Regions from separate parts of the Mus musculus genome. Here regions 1 and 3 are each linked to region 2. The links are chromatin contacts, called in public Hi-C and HiCAR-type maps. All regions are on one chromosome and are shown on one strand. The core of a region is the stretch at or near the end of the contact, and the rest is flanking DNA. Distances in the headings are between cores, read along the strand shown. Region 1 overlaps Slc1a2 (solute carrier family 1 (glial high affinity glutamate transporter), member 2). Region 2 has its middle 57 kb from the start of Gm34483. Region 3 overlaps Slc1a2 (solute carrier family 1 (glial high affinity glutamate transporter), member 2).

What was found. Hi-C and Micro-C count contacts between places; a contact is called where the count stands out from the background. HiCAR-type assays count read pairs that join an accessible place to other places.
Region 1: a contact with region 2 is called in a Hi-C map of bone marrow-derived macrophages, with 42 read pairs. The contact joins two enhancer-like sites. A contact is called at or near these places in 1 of 15 datasets of contacts at CTCF or cohesin (CD8 T cells), 8 of 484 Hi-C or Micro-C datasets (B cells, bone marrow-derived macrophages, embryonic stem cells and 3 more), 8 of 115 datasets of contacts at active chromatin or transcription factors (CD8 T cells, T-cell acute lymphoblastic leukemia, Th17 cells and 5 more) and 2 of 9 other capture datasets (embryonic stem cells and liver).
Region 3: a HiCAR-type map of Th17 cells shows a contact between it and region 2, with 4 times the contacts expected there. The contact joins two enhancer-like sites. A contact is called at or near these places in 6 of 484 Hi-C or Micro-C datasets (B cells, bone marrow-derived macrophages and embryonic stem cells), 4 of 115 datasets of contacts at active chromatin or transcription factors (CD8 T cells, Th17 cells, embryonic basal ganglia and 1 more) and 2 of 9 other capture datasets (adipose tissue and macrophages).

The regions. Positions count from the first base shown.
Region 1 is chr2:102,737,172-102,740,795 of GRCm38.p6, reverse strand. It overlaps Slc1a2 (solute carrier family 1 (glial high affinity glutamate transporter), member 2), which reads right to left. Exons shown (of 11, transcript NM_001077514.4): 3 at 2,867-3,019; 4 at 857-1,107. Among named protein-coding and RNA genes, the nearest start is that of Gm13872, 7.8 kb to the left of the region's middle. Within about 2 kb of position 1,740, at least 28 of the 459 cell types and tissues checked have an H3K27ac peak or open chromatin away from gene starts, as enhancers often do. A contact at or near this core is called in B cells, CD8 T cells, Th17 cells and 1 more, where this site is marked.
Region 2 is chr2:102,995,823-102,999,684 of GRCm38.p6, reverse strand. No RefSeq gene overlaps it. Among named protein-coding and RNA genes, the nearest start is that of Gm34483, 57 kb to the right of the region's middle. Within about 2 kb of position 1,629, at least 66 of the 459 cell types and tissues checked have an H3K27ac peak or open chromatin away from gene starts, as enhancers often do. A contact at or near this core is called in B cells, CD8 T cells, Th17 cells and 1 more, where this site is marked.
Region 3 is chr2:102,690,563-102,694,543 of GRCm38.p6, reverse strand. All of the region lies in intron 1 of Slc1a2 (solute carrier family 1 (glial high affinity glutamate transporter), member 2), which reads right to left. Among named protein-coding and RNA genes, the nearest start is that of Slc1a2, 34 kb to the right of the region's middle. Within about 2 kb of position 1,948, at least 20 of the 459 cell types and tissues checked have an H3K27ac peak or open chromatin away from gene starts, as enhancers often do. A contact at or near this core is called in CD8 T cells and Th17 cells, where this site is marked.

The DNA of each region.
Region 1 (3,624 bases), core at 491-2,990, 260 kb after region 2:
TCTTCAGTGCTTGCCTGAGAATGACTGAAGAACTCTTCGTTCCAGTTTAGGCTCCAGTTTAGTCTTTTCATGAGCTAATGGGATCTGAGGTGTGTGACAATCTTACCTGGCTCTGTAGTCAGAAAACCGAACAGTGAGTGTGTTTTGGGCTAGTAATTAGGTAGTTTAATTTAGCAGGATTATATGGTTTTTTTTTTAAGGTTATAAGCTTGTGGGGTTGTGCTTGCATGTGTGTGCAAGTGTATGTGAAGGCCAATCAATGGCTGATATCAGCATCTGCCTTGGTCTTTCTCCTTATTATGTTTTGGACAGCATCTCCCAGTGAATTTAGAACTTGTAGACTTAGCTTCACTGTTCCAGGAATTCTCCTGTCTGCCTTCCCACTGCTAGGATCATAGATGTGTGATGTTTTCACAACTAAAAAATTACACTCACTCCCCTGTCTTATCTTGAGGATGAGTTACAGATTCTCAATTTGTAGGACAGATTACGTCAGGCACTTTTTCCTTTCAGGGCGACACAGAGCTTTAGAATAGTGTTGAGAAGCACTGGGCAATTTAGAGGGTTGTGAACAAGACCGGTAAAAGAGTGTCTGTGTGCAACTGAGAGACAGGAGCAAAAAGAAGAAAGGAAAAGGTGAATCTCAGAATGATATTAAGGTTATAGGCAACAAATATTCCAGAAATGAGGTGATCTGATTCTAGCCTTAGAATACTCCAGAGCATATCACGAAACACTCAAGCCTGACAGAGATCAGAGCACGTTTAGAAAACTGCTATCAGAGTTGAAACGGTCTCTGAATCATCACGGATGAGGTGAGAGATTGGACAGGGATAACCCCGGGGATTTGGGTTACCTGCTGGAAACAGGCTTGCACCAGGTTCTCCGGGAAGAGATTTCTAATGAGATCCAGGAAGGCATCCAGGCTAGACACCTCGTCGTTCTTCTTCCCGGGCCCTAGCTGCTTCTTGAGTTTGGGATTGCCTGGGTGGATGGCCAACACCAGGATGACCCCCAGCACGGCGGCAATGATGGTCGTGGACATGTAATACACCATAGCTCTCGTGCCTAGGCGGCCGCTGGCTTTAGCATCCAGGCCTGACAACCCTGGGTTTAAAAGAAATCCACAAAGATCAGTTCTGTTCTTTTCTATTCATGTCCCCATCTCTACACATCTACAACCCCCCTGGCTTCCTATCATTCAGATCTATTAGTGGTTAACTAGCACTCCTCTGACTAAATATGTGACCAAATTCCACACTTTACATTTCTATTTTCTGGGGTTATTTTTGAGATTCTTGAGAACCTGGGGAGTCGGTGACTCATAGTTTACATATCGCTGATTTCAACCTAAATGTCAATCACTAGTATATATGTGAAAATAATATTGAAGAGTTTTCCATTTTTAAGTCTAAGATAATGATGTCTTTTCCATTTTCATGACCTTCAATGGTCTTCTCTGAAGCAATGGTTAAGCCAAGGATAGCATTTCGATCATATGTTATTATTACTATTCATTGTCCTCATTTAGGAGAATCAAAAGCTGGGACATCAAGGTCATGGTCAAATGTCTTTAGAATATACTACAAGAGACTGAAATGGAGACCCAGCATGATCCTCCCACACCCCTGTGTTGAAGCATGGTGGTTCTCATGTCTAACCTCATGTGGCTATTGGAGAGCACATATGAGAAGCAGCTGCCAGCACTATGTGCAGCATCTGTACTGAGGGCAGTCAGAGGAAACTCCAAGTCAAGTCATACAGACCTCAGCCTCCGCTGGGGCTTTTTCTCCAGCTGTTTCTTCAGTGTGCCTACTTCCTGGTTTCAGTTCCTACCTTTACTAAATGGAGAGATAGAACCCATTTCTGGGGATCTGTCCTTTTTTTCATGCTAGGGAGGATGTTGGTGTGGATTTCTCTGAATTAATGTGACCCATGTATGACCAATTTCTCTCTAGAACCCAAAGGCTAAATCTGGGCAAAGGAAGCCGGGTCTTTCTACCAGGCTGGCTTGCATATAATATATTGAATAGGCCTGAAAACATCTTCTCTGGTCTGGAGAGAAGCACGGATCCATTCAACCCCAAAGCTTAATGATAAGAAATTCAGGTTCCTGAACACTTAAACCTGAAAGCTAGTGTTTCTGGTGTAAGGATGGGACAATTGGCCCAGTGTGGGAGTCAGCTGGAGTCACTGAACCTCCAAGTCTATCAGTGCAGAGGATAGCTCTGAAGGCCACCAAACTCATTGGCAACTAGCTATGACCAGCTTGGAGCCCCCCACTATCAACTCCAAACTGGACACTAAGCAATACATCATGCCCTGTTCCAATAACATTGTCTTATATGAAAAAAATTATTAGCATGAGTTCAAACATAGGAAAAAAAATCAAATCAATGAATTATTTTAGCCAAAAAATATAAGAAAGAATGTTATCACATATTAAGTATATCTTTCTATTAAAACACCTTCAGCTTTCATGTCTAGCATTTAATCTCTTTTCAATTCATATCTTCCTAAATGCCCAAGTAAATAATAAAAGCAGTGTATTTTTTCATTTACAATCTCTATCATCTTCCAATATGCTGAGAATATTAAAAATGAAATAGCAAGATAGTATCACTTTCAATACATGGCTGTTCCTTTGAATCCTTGACTGTTAGAAGGAAAGGTAAAGTGAGTGACAGATCTATTGTCTTTCTTTTTAGGATCAATGATTCCTATTTCAGAGACAGGAAAGCCATCAGAGATGCAATGATATAGAGTGGAGTCCACTGACTCAGCCATAAAGAAAGTCTACTTTGATCCCCGGAAGCCAGCACTGGGCTTCGCCATAGGTGGGCAGGCACTGGGAAGGAGCTCTCACCTGTGATTAAACTGGAGATGATAAGAGGGAGGATGAGCATCTTCAGCATCCTCATGAGTATGTCCCCCGGGAAGGCTATCAACATGACCACATCAGGGTGGATGGGCGATGCCAAGCGAAGCAGCCCGCCACACACTGCTCCCAGGATGACACCTGTTGAAGGGAAAGAGGCAACCTGAATTCAGGGTTTTTTTTTTCCCTAGTGAAACAAACAGCTCTAAAGATTCCTTCCAGTGGTTGTGATCTTTTTCATGTGTCTGGCTAATGGACTACAAATACCTCAAAATGAAGACCTTACATAAGGGACATTGATTTTTGACAACCAGCAAGACACCTTTCTGTAACAGCTCCAATTACTCTAATACCAGAGGAGTCCAGAAGAACATTTTTTAACACTTCATGGGAAAAACGAAGACTTGACTCCAAAATCTTTCGAGGTATTGATTGCACATAGCATCACAAATTCTCAGAAGAACCAATTCCCAGGAGGCAGTATCATTTTTGTTTTGTGTTTTGTTTTTTGTTTTCTCTCAGCCAGATCTGCCAATGGGATCTGGTATTTGGTATGTTGTATGCTTTCCTTTTTAAGTGGAAGGCAGACATATAGGACAGGGCTCTAAGGCTCTATATCATCTGAGAAGAGTCAAGTCAAGCAAAGACACTGGCAGGGATGCTGTTTGCTTTACAGACTCCTACATTCCACCAGAACAACTTTAGACTGTTGAAAATGGCTGGCCAACATAACCCCCAAAAGTATA
Region 2 (3,862 bases), core at 380-2,879:
TCTGCTTCTTGGTTCTCAGGTATTAGAAGTTAGAAGATTTTAAAGATTTTTATCAACTAGTTACACTTTTTACATCACTGAGCCTAGAGGGGGCTGGGAAATAAATGGTGTTTTCTTCCAGTTCATCTGTCTGCCCCTTTCCTTCGAACTAGGATGTGGCTTTAAGCATTAATCACCTCAGAAAGCATACAGAGATGTAGGTGAGTTAAAGAATCTGGGGTTTTCCCTTGATGTTTTAGACAGAGGGGAAGCCACTGCTATAAAAAGTCGTGTAAAAAGCACCTCCATGAAGAATGTGGGGCGAGTCTAATGTCAAGACCATTTTAGTGTTAGGTAAGTCCACTGAGGGAATTCCCTCCCTTAAAAAAATAAAATGAAACAAATTACTAGAAACCACTGCTCTTGCTGTTTCTTCCAGCCGCTGGTCTCTGGGGTGTTATGAGGAAGGTGAAGTTGTAGGCGGATCCAGGAGACTGCTACCCCCGTGTCAGATGGTGGTGAGAATGCACTACTTGGTACTTGGTGCCTTTATAAAGAGGGACATCAAAAGGCTGTGACTGATATGGGCCAAGGCACTTGAATGCAAGGTGACAAAATAAAAACTGGGGAAGTACACTGCTATCTCAGGAATGAAAGGTGGTGTCTCAGATTTCTCAGAGTGGGAAGGACCCAGCTTTGAAATTATCTGCTATAGACATGAAGCAACCCAACTCTTCAGGTTATTCTAGGGTATGACCTGTGACTCCAGCCCAAGGGAGAGAGCTGGTGTAATCTCTTGATCGCCCCAATTCAAGGTACCTGTTTGATGAAAGAAATCACCCAGGCTTATGACCTGGGCTAGAACTAATTATTAAATTTCTGGTCCTGAAGTCCCTGTTGGCTTCTATGGTTTCTTGAGGTCCATTGAATGGAAATCTTGGCAACAGAAGCCTGAAACAAAGTCCAAGCTCCCCCTCAGACTGTCCTAAGGGTAGCTTTTGATCATGAGTTACATCGATTCTTCCCCAGAGTCAGCATTAACCATCTGGTTGGTGCAAGCAACACAGCGTTATCCACATAAGGGAAGCTAGCTTACCCTCGGCTGTCGCCTGGTTGAGATCTGTGGCTTCTTTTATTGTCTTTGCTGTTAAACATAGTTTCCCTTTATTTTCCTCTTGCCATGGAAACCATGATAAATAAAAGAGAAGCGTGATTTAAAAAGGTCTCTAGCTGCAGATGCATGTGGCTTGTGAGATCAGTCAGTAAACATGTGCCTGCTTTGGTGCCAGAGATGAGCTATAAATCCTGGGGATTAAAAGTGGGGGAAGGGAAAGAAAACTTGAAAGCATTGGTCAAGGAAAATAGGGGCTTCGTGTCAATGTGTTCAGGTTTCAGTTTCTAATATTTGGTGGTGTTTGTTCATAAGGGTTTGTGGTGTGTATGATGTGTAAGTTTTTTTTGTTTGTTTGTTTTGTTTTGTTTTTCTGGAAAACTGAGTTAAATCCAATGGAAGTTTGTGTTGTTGTTTGATCGGTTGGGTTTTTGGCTCTCCTTCATCTAACTTCTTTAGGGAGATTGTTTACAATTATGCTGGCATGGTGTCACACAGACTCATTCCAATGGAATCCAGCTAGGTGGTCCTAATGCTCTTGTCCCAGCTGTGGACATGTGTTTTGATTTAAACAGTGTTTGGCTGGACCATGGTCTGCTTCATCCTATGGAAGATGTAATTTTCAGCAGAAGACTTGGGCTAGCATCATGCCACCTACAAAGTTACTCCTTTTAAACAGAAGATTTCCCACTTAATCTCCAGATATAAATCTGAAGATCCCACAAGTAGTTTATCCAATGTGGTTCTCAACCCTAGGTTTATAAACCTGCCTTGGTAAAACAGTAGGTATTCCCTACCACCGCTCACCCCATACCTCATCAGTCCCAGAGATCTAGAAAGCCTTGGATGAATGAGACTCTGTGTGTGTGTGTGTGTGTGTGTGCAAATATCTGTAAATGCCATATATGATATTTAAAGTGTAACTATTGTTGAGAGCTCCTGAATTTAAAAAGTATGCTCTCTCAAAAGCAATATGCTTTAATGATGAATAAAAAATGAGGCTAGGAAGGAGAGAAGATACAGAAATAAGGATAGTTAAATAGTGCCTGTGTTCCTAGAGGCTCCTCTCCATGCTTATGCTAGCCCTTTCCTTACCTGATGGCTTCACTAGATTTTCCATAAACGTGAGTGCTTTAAAACTGTACAGCTCTGGGGCTAAGAGATACCTCATTTGATGAGTGTCTTCCTTGTAAAAATGAAAACTTGATCCCTCGAGCCAACATAAGTAAGCTGGACATGGTGGTGTGTGCTTGTAATCTTGGCATTAGAGAGGCAGTGACAGGCAGATCCCAGTCTAGCACAATGAATGGGATCCAGACCAATAAGAGATTCAGTCTCAAAAGTAAGATGGACAACCCCTTAGTAACCACAGTCCAAATTGACCTCTAGCCTCTACTGGTGAATACACAATGACTAAACCTATGAACGCACATCACATACGCACACCACACATACCACACACAGACGTACCAACAACCAACCACCACCACCACCACACACACCACCAATCACCATCATCAATACCAACAATAACAACAACCACCACCACCAACAAAAACAACCACCAGTCACCACCACCACCACCACCACCAACAACAACAACAACAAAAACAACCATCACTAACAGCCACCACCACCAACAAAAATAAAAAGAACCATCACTTACAGCTACCACCACTACTACCTTAACAACAACCACCAATAACAACAAAACACTATAAAATCCCATCCATTTGGAAATCAGAGGCATGGAGAAAAGTCACCTACAGGTTTAATTAATTAATGATGATGATGATGATAAATTACAGACCAGACAGCCATTTTACTAGGCTAATGTTTTCATGAATTTCCATGTAAGTGAACTGGTTCTTGGCTGGCTCAACTTTAGTTGGACTGGGTAGGATTTTCTGAGGAGTGTTCAGCTTATACAACAGATACACATATGCTGCTTATGACCACTCCCCATGTCCTCTACAGTGTTTAAGCCTTTGCTTGACTCGTCCCTTAGCATCTTTGTAAATGAGAAAATAGGCATGAGCACTTGTCTGCTTTTTCTCAGCTAGCAAGCGGGAATTGGAGCTTGGGTCTGTTGCTCAAAGCCACACTGCAACTACAAACCCCTTGGCTTCATGCCTTGCCTGTGGAATAAACCGTACTGGAACAGTAAAGACCATTATCTGACTGATAGAGTACCTACTTCAGGGAAATCCCTAACATATGTTCAAGAATATGAACAGAAGACCAAATATTCTGGTAAATGTTCCAGAGGTGGCTGAGAGCTTTATTAAAAATGTATTAAGCAACTCTGAAAGAGGGCTAACCTTTGCTAAATCTGGGTGCTTTTGTTTGTCTCTCTGTCATTCTGTAGGTCTGAAGTATTTCATTGCTAATTATTCTTGAGTAATGGGACATAGAAGAAAGATGATAAGCTTCTTTGTATAATGAATTATTCAGGTGGTTTTAAATAAACTAGAGGGCAGATAATAGTTGATATGACCTCAACAGAGAGATAAGGTGGAGAAAGGGGTGTTGTCTAATTAACTACAAAGGAGAGGGGAATATGAGAAATAATTGAATCACCAGCTCTCTGTGTTCTGTTGTATGTGTTTCCCCCCAGCGTTCTCCCCAGTGTGACTCTTCCTGCTTAATGACTAAGGTCAATTCGCCAGTAATATACCCAAGAAGAAAAGAGACATTGGTTTTTATGTTCAATGCTAATTTTTCCAGCAAAATACTAGTGTTCATGAACCACAGTCACTGCACGTCACAAAC
Region 3 (3,981 bases), core at 699-3,198, 310 kb after region 2:
CACTCAATCAGCCAACACCGTGGCCTGCATGTTCTCGCTAAGTAGGGTTCATTATATTGTTAAATAGGCACAAGATGATTCCAAACAGTGTATGAAAGGTCAGATCTGCTATGAGTCACATATTTCCATAACCTGTCTAAGCATATCATGTAATCCCTTGGCTAGCTTTTGAAAACCCCAAGAGCTCACTGGCATGATAAGACAACCCAGTTAGCAAGCAAGCAGGCTCTCTACTATAGCTGTTCAACATAAGATGCCAATACTCTTGACCTCTTCAGACACAGAAGAGAGGCGCACACTTGAATTAAGATGACCCTGGCTCTCTGTATGGTTCAACTCCACCTAAAGGTTCCACAGAAAGGCTCTGGAATTTTCCTTGGTTCTTGAGGCATAGCTTTGGCCCTGATCAGCATGCACACTAACCTTCTCTGAATGCTGTGCTCCTTGGGCCTCTTCATGGACACATTCGGGAGGCTTAAGTCTAGGTGACCTCTTGGTTAAGGAGTTTTAGTTTAAATCCCAGCTAATCTGCGCTGCTGCGGGGACTGCTCTGATCTCTTGACACATCTTAGTTCAAGTCTACAGAGAACAGCAAAGTCAGTGCAAACAAAAAAGTGTTATCAGGTTCCCCCATTTCCTCTCCTCCACACAGTTCTCCTCCACCAGCAGCCCCCTCGTCTCCTCTATCAACAGAGTCCTAGCAGAGCCAGTGCCTCTCCCTGCAGAGCCAGGGCTAAGGCGGCTTAGTGGCTGAGAGTCCATCCCAGGTGGGCACGCCCTGCTTGTTTGCAGTGCTCTGGGTATTTTTAGCATCTGTCTATAGGGAAAAGGCTAAGCCACACCGCGTGGCTGTTATGCTACTAATGACACCCTGAGCTCCAAGAAGCAGCAGTCACGGCAAATACTGACGCTTCAGGTGCAAGAAAACAACACTTCACTGAAAAATCACACCCTTGTGGGGGTGGGGGAAAGAAAAGTTCATGAATTAAGCTTCCACGAGGTATTACATAGCTCTGGTATAAGTTACCTAACTGTGGGAATTTCTGAGTAGTAGTTACATGTATTCCTCCTCTTTCTCTCTTTTGTTTTCTTTCCATTCCTTTCCTTCTGCTTCCCTTCCCTATTGTCTTCTCAGCATCTCTTTGGAGAACCACCCATCTCTACACGCTCCATGAAAGTACAAACAATAATCCATATTTAGCCAATCGGAGTGAACGTTTCCTCACTGGTTACACCAGGAATGAATGGAACTGGAGTTCACCCAACTAGAATCTTCCCTGGGGGCCTTTCTGGATCGTCAGAAAAAAAAAAGAGGCAGTTTTCATTGCTGTAATTATTAACTATGAAGGCACCGTATGCCTTGAGCTTGACCCATCATTGCCTGGAACAAAGATAACTCAGAACCAAGCTCAGCTAAGAGACTGAGTAACAGATTGGCCCCCCAGTCCTGCTGCATCTAAATCCCTGGAATTCCTGAACACCTCAGTGAGACTCAGTTACATCAGCCAGTAAGACTCCTTCCTCTTTCCCTTTGGCGTGGCACCAAGAATACTTGAAGAAATCTGGATATAGGGCTGTCGTTAAATGTTTTAATTTTTAAAAACTTTAAAGCAGAGAGACAATAAGTAACCCACAAATCTGTCCACTGATTTCCACTGTGCTGGTTCAGAGGCACCCAGATTGCCTTTCTCTCCTACAGAAAGTGGGAGACCATAAGCTCCCTTTGGCACTTCCAGAAAATAACAGGCTCCACGGCACCATTTCATTGGCTGCCTTTCCAAGAAAAGCTATGTATCCCTGGTGGCCTTCAGGAGCTGCACACAGAGGGTGAGAATGGGATTTTGCACACAGACCCTTCAGGGAGGGGAGATGGCTATGATGATGAGCAGAACAATATGACAGATGACAGTGGCCTGCACGCATCCTCCAACCGACTCACATTCTCTTAAGGTTAAATGCTCACCACAATGGGCCCATTTGATGGGTGGAGACAGTGCATTAGCCAACATGCCCAAGACTGCACAGCAAGTGGGATGTGAACCAGACTTAAAAGGAAAACATTTGTGCCACAGAGGATGTGTTCAGCCACCGGGTTGACCTTTCTATGGATTCACCTGCTCGTTGTGGCCCTGAGCAACCTTGAAAGTTTTCACCACAACAGAGAGTCAACTTCTCATGAAAAATGTACCTACTATTTGTGAAAGTACAAATCATGCCTTCACATTTATCCTAAAACATAGACACCTACGATTCTGTTTCAAACATTTGAGATATCTATTTCCTGTGATACAGTACTGAGAGGAACTTAACAGGTTTGGTACAGGGGATTGAATTCAAGCACTCTTCCACCCAGCTATATCCCCAGTCCTTAAATATTCCCTCTGAACCTTAGCCTTCCATCTAACTCAGCTTTGACTGCCAGGACACTACAAAAGCTAAAAATCTACAACCAGCTGAGTTAAACACACAGAGGAGAGTGCACATACAGAAGAGATTCATCCGTGTGTCGAGCAGATAATGAGGTCTTAGAAATTACAGAATTGTGCAACAGTAGAGTACTTACTGAGTCAGTTACTTGAGCTATCTGTGACTTAAAATACATGTACACTGCCTGGATCGTTGACGATACATTAAGAAAGAATATAGGAGGAATGTATCTGATAGATTCCTAAATAAAATAGCACACTTCAAACAGCATGCATTCGTTTTTGTTGTTTTATTTTTATTTGATTTGGTTTGCTTTCATTAGGTTTGGTTTGGTTTCGTTTGGTTAAGCTTGGTTTGGTTTTGCAAGGTTTAGTTTGGTTTGGTTTGGTTTGGTTTGGTTTGGTTTGGTTTGGGGTGAGGTTTTATATATATACTTGACACAGGGTTTTACTGTGAGGCTCGGGTTTGCTTGGAACTTGCTATTATAGTACTGATGGTTAGTTTTTTTCATCAACATAACATAAGCCAGAGTCATCTAAAAAAAATAGGAAAGTGCAATTGAACAAATGTCTCCATCAGATTGGCCTATAGGCAAGTCTATGGAGCATTCTCTTGATTGATGATCAATGTAGGAGGGCCTAGCCCAGTATGGAGAGAGACATGTCTGAGCAGGTGGTCCTGAGTGAGCAAGCCAGTGAACAGCACTCCTCCATGGCTCTCCTCCAGTTCCTGCTTCCAGGTTCCTGCTCTGAGATACTGTCTTGACTTCCCACGGTGATAGACCGTGGCCCAGATGTTTAAGTCAAATAAACTCTTTCCTCCCTATATTGCTTTTTGTCAGTGTTTTATCACAGCCAGAGGAAAGCAAGATGGGACAACACCCAGGCCAGCCTCCAACTCCCAGCCATCCTCCAAAGTACTGAAGTGACAACGAGGGTGAGTCCCCATGCCCTGTTACACGGCTTTATTCAAATAACAACCACACAGACTTAAAGACCATAAACTGAGAGCAGAAGGATTAGGGTTGATATTGTTTGGGTTTGTTACTTTGTATGGTTGTTTGGTTAAAATTTATTTTTGTTTTACTCTAGGAAGATTATTTTCACAGTGGCATTGCAAAAGGAAAAAGCCTCAAGGTGTTGTAAGGCTTGAATAGATGAAACTGATGCTAGGACTTGGAAGAGAAGGGATGGCCACGCTGAAGATGGAGGGCACACATAGCTGGTGAAGGTGGATGCTGGGTGTGGCTTGGTTCTCTGCTCACCAGCTATGGAGTGTGAGCATGGTGTCTCTGAGTTCGTCTTCCCCTGTCCACGAAACTAGGATGTCAGTGTGGTGTCTCTGCTTACTGTGGTTGGGCTTCCCATAATTCACTGCCCATAACCACCAAGGCGTGAAAACAGGGAGCTAGCTGTTCATTCCAGAAATAAGCAGCTCATACATTTTAAGCTGCCATTCTGAGTATAATGACTGCATCTTGTGGCTGCCAGCCCCAGCCCACCAGGACAAAGTCATCCTTCATCCTGTGAGGGTATGTTGTGGGTGCTACCCACT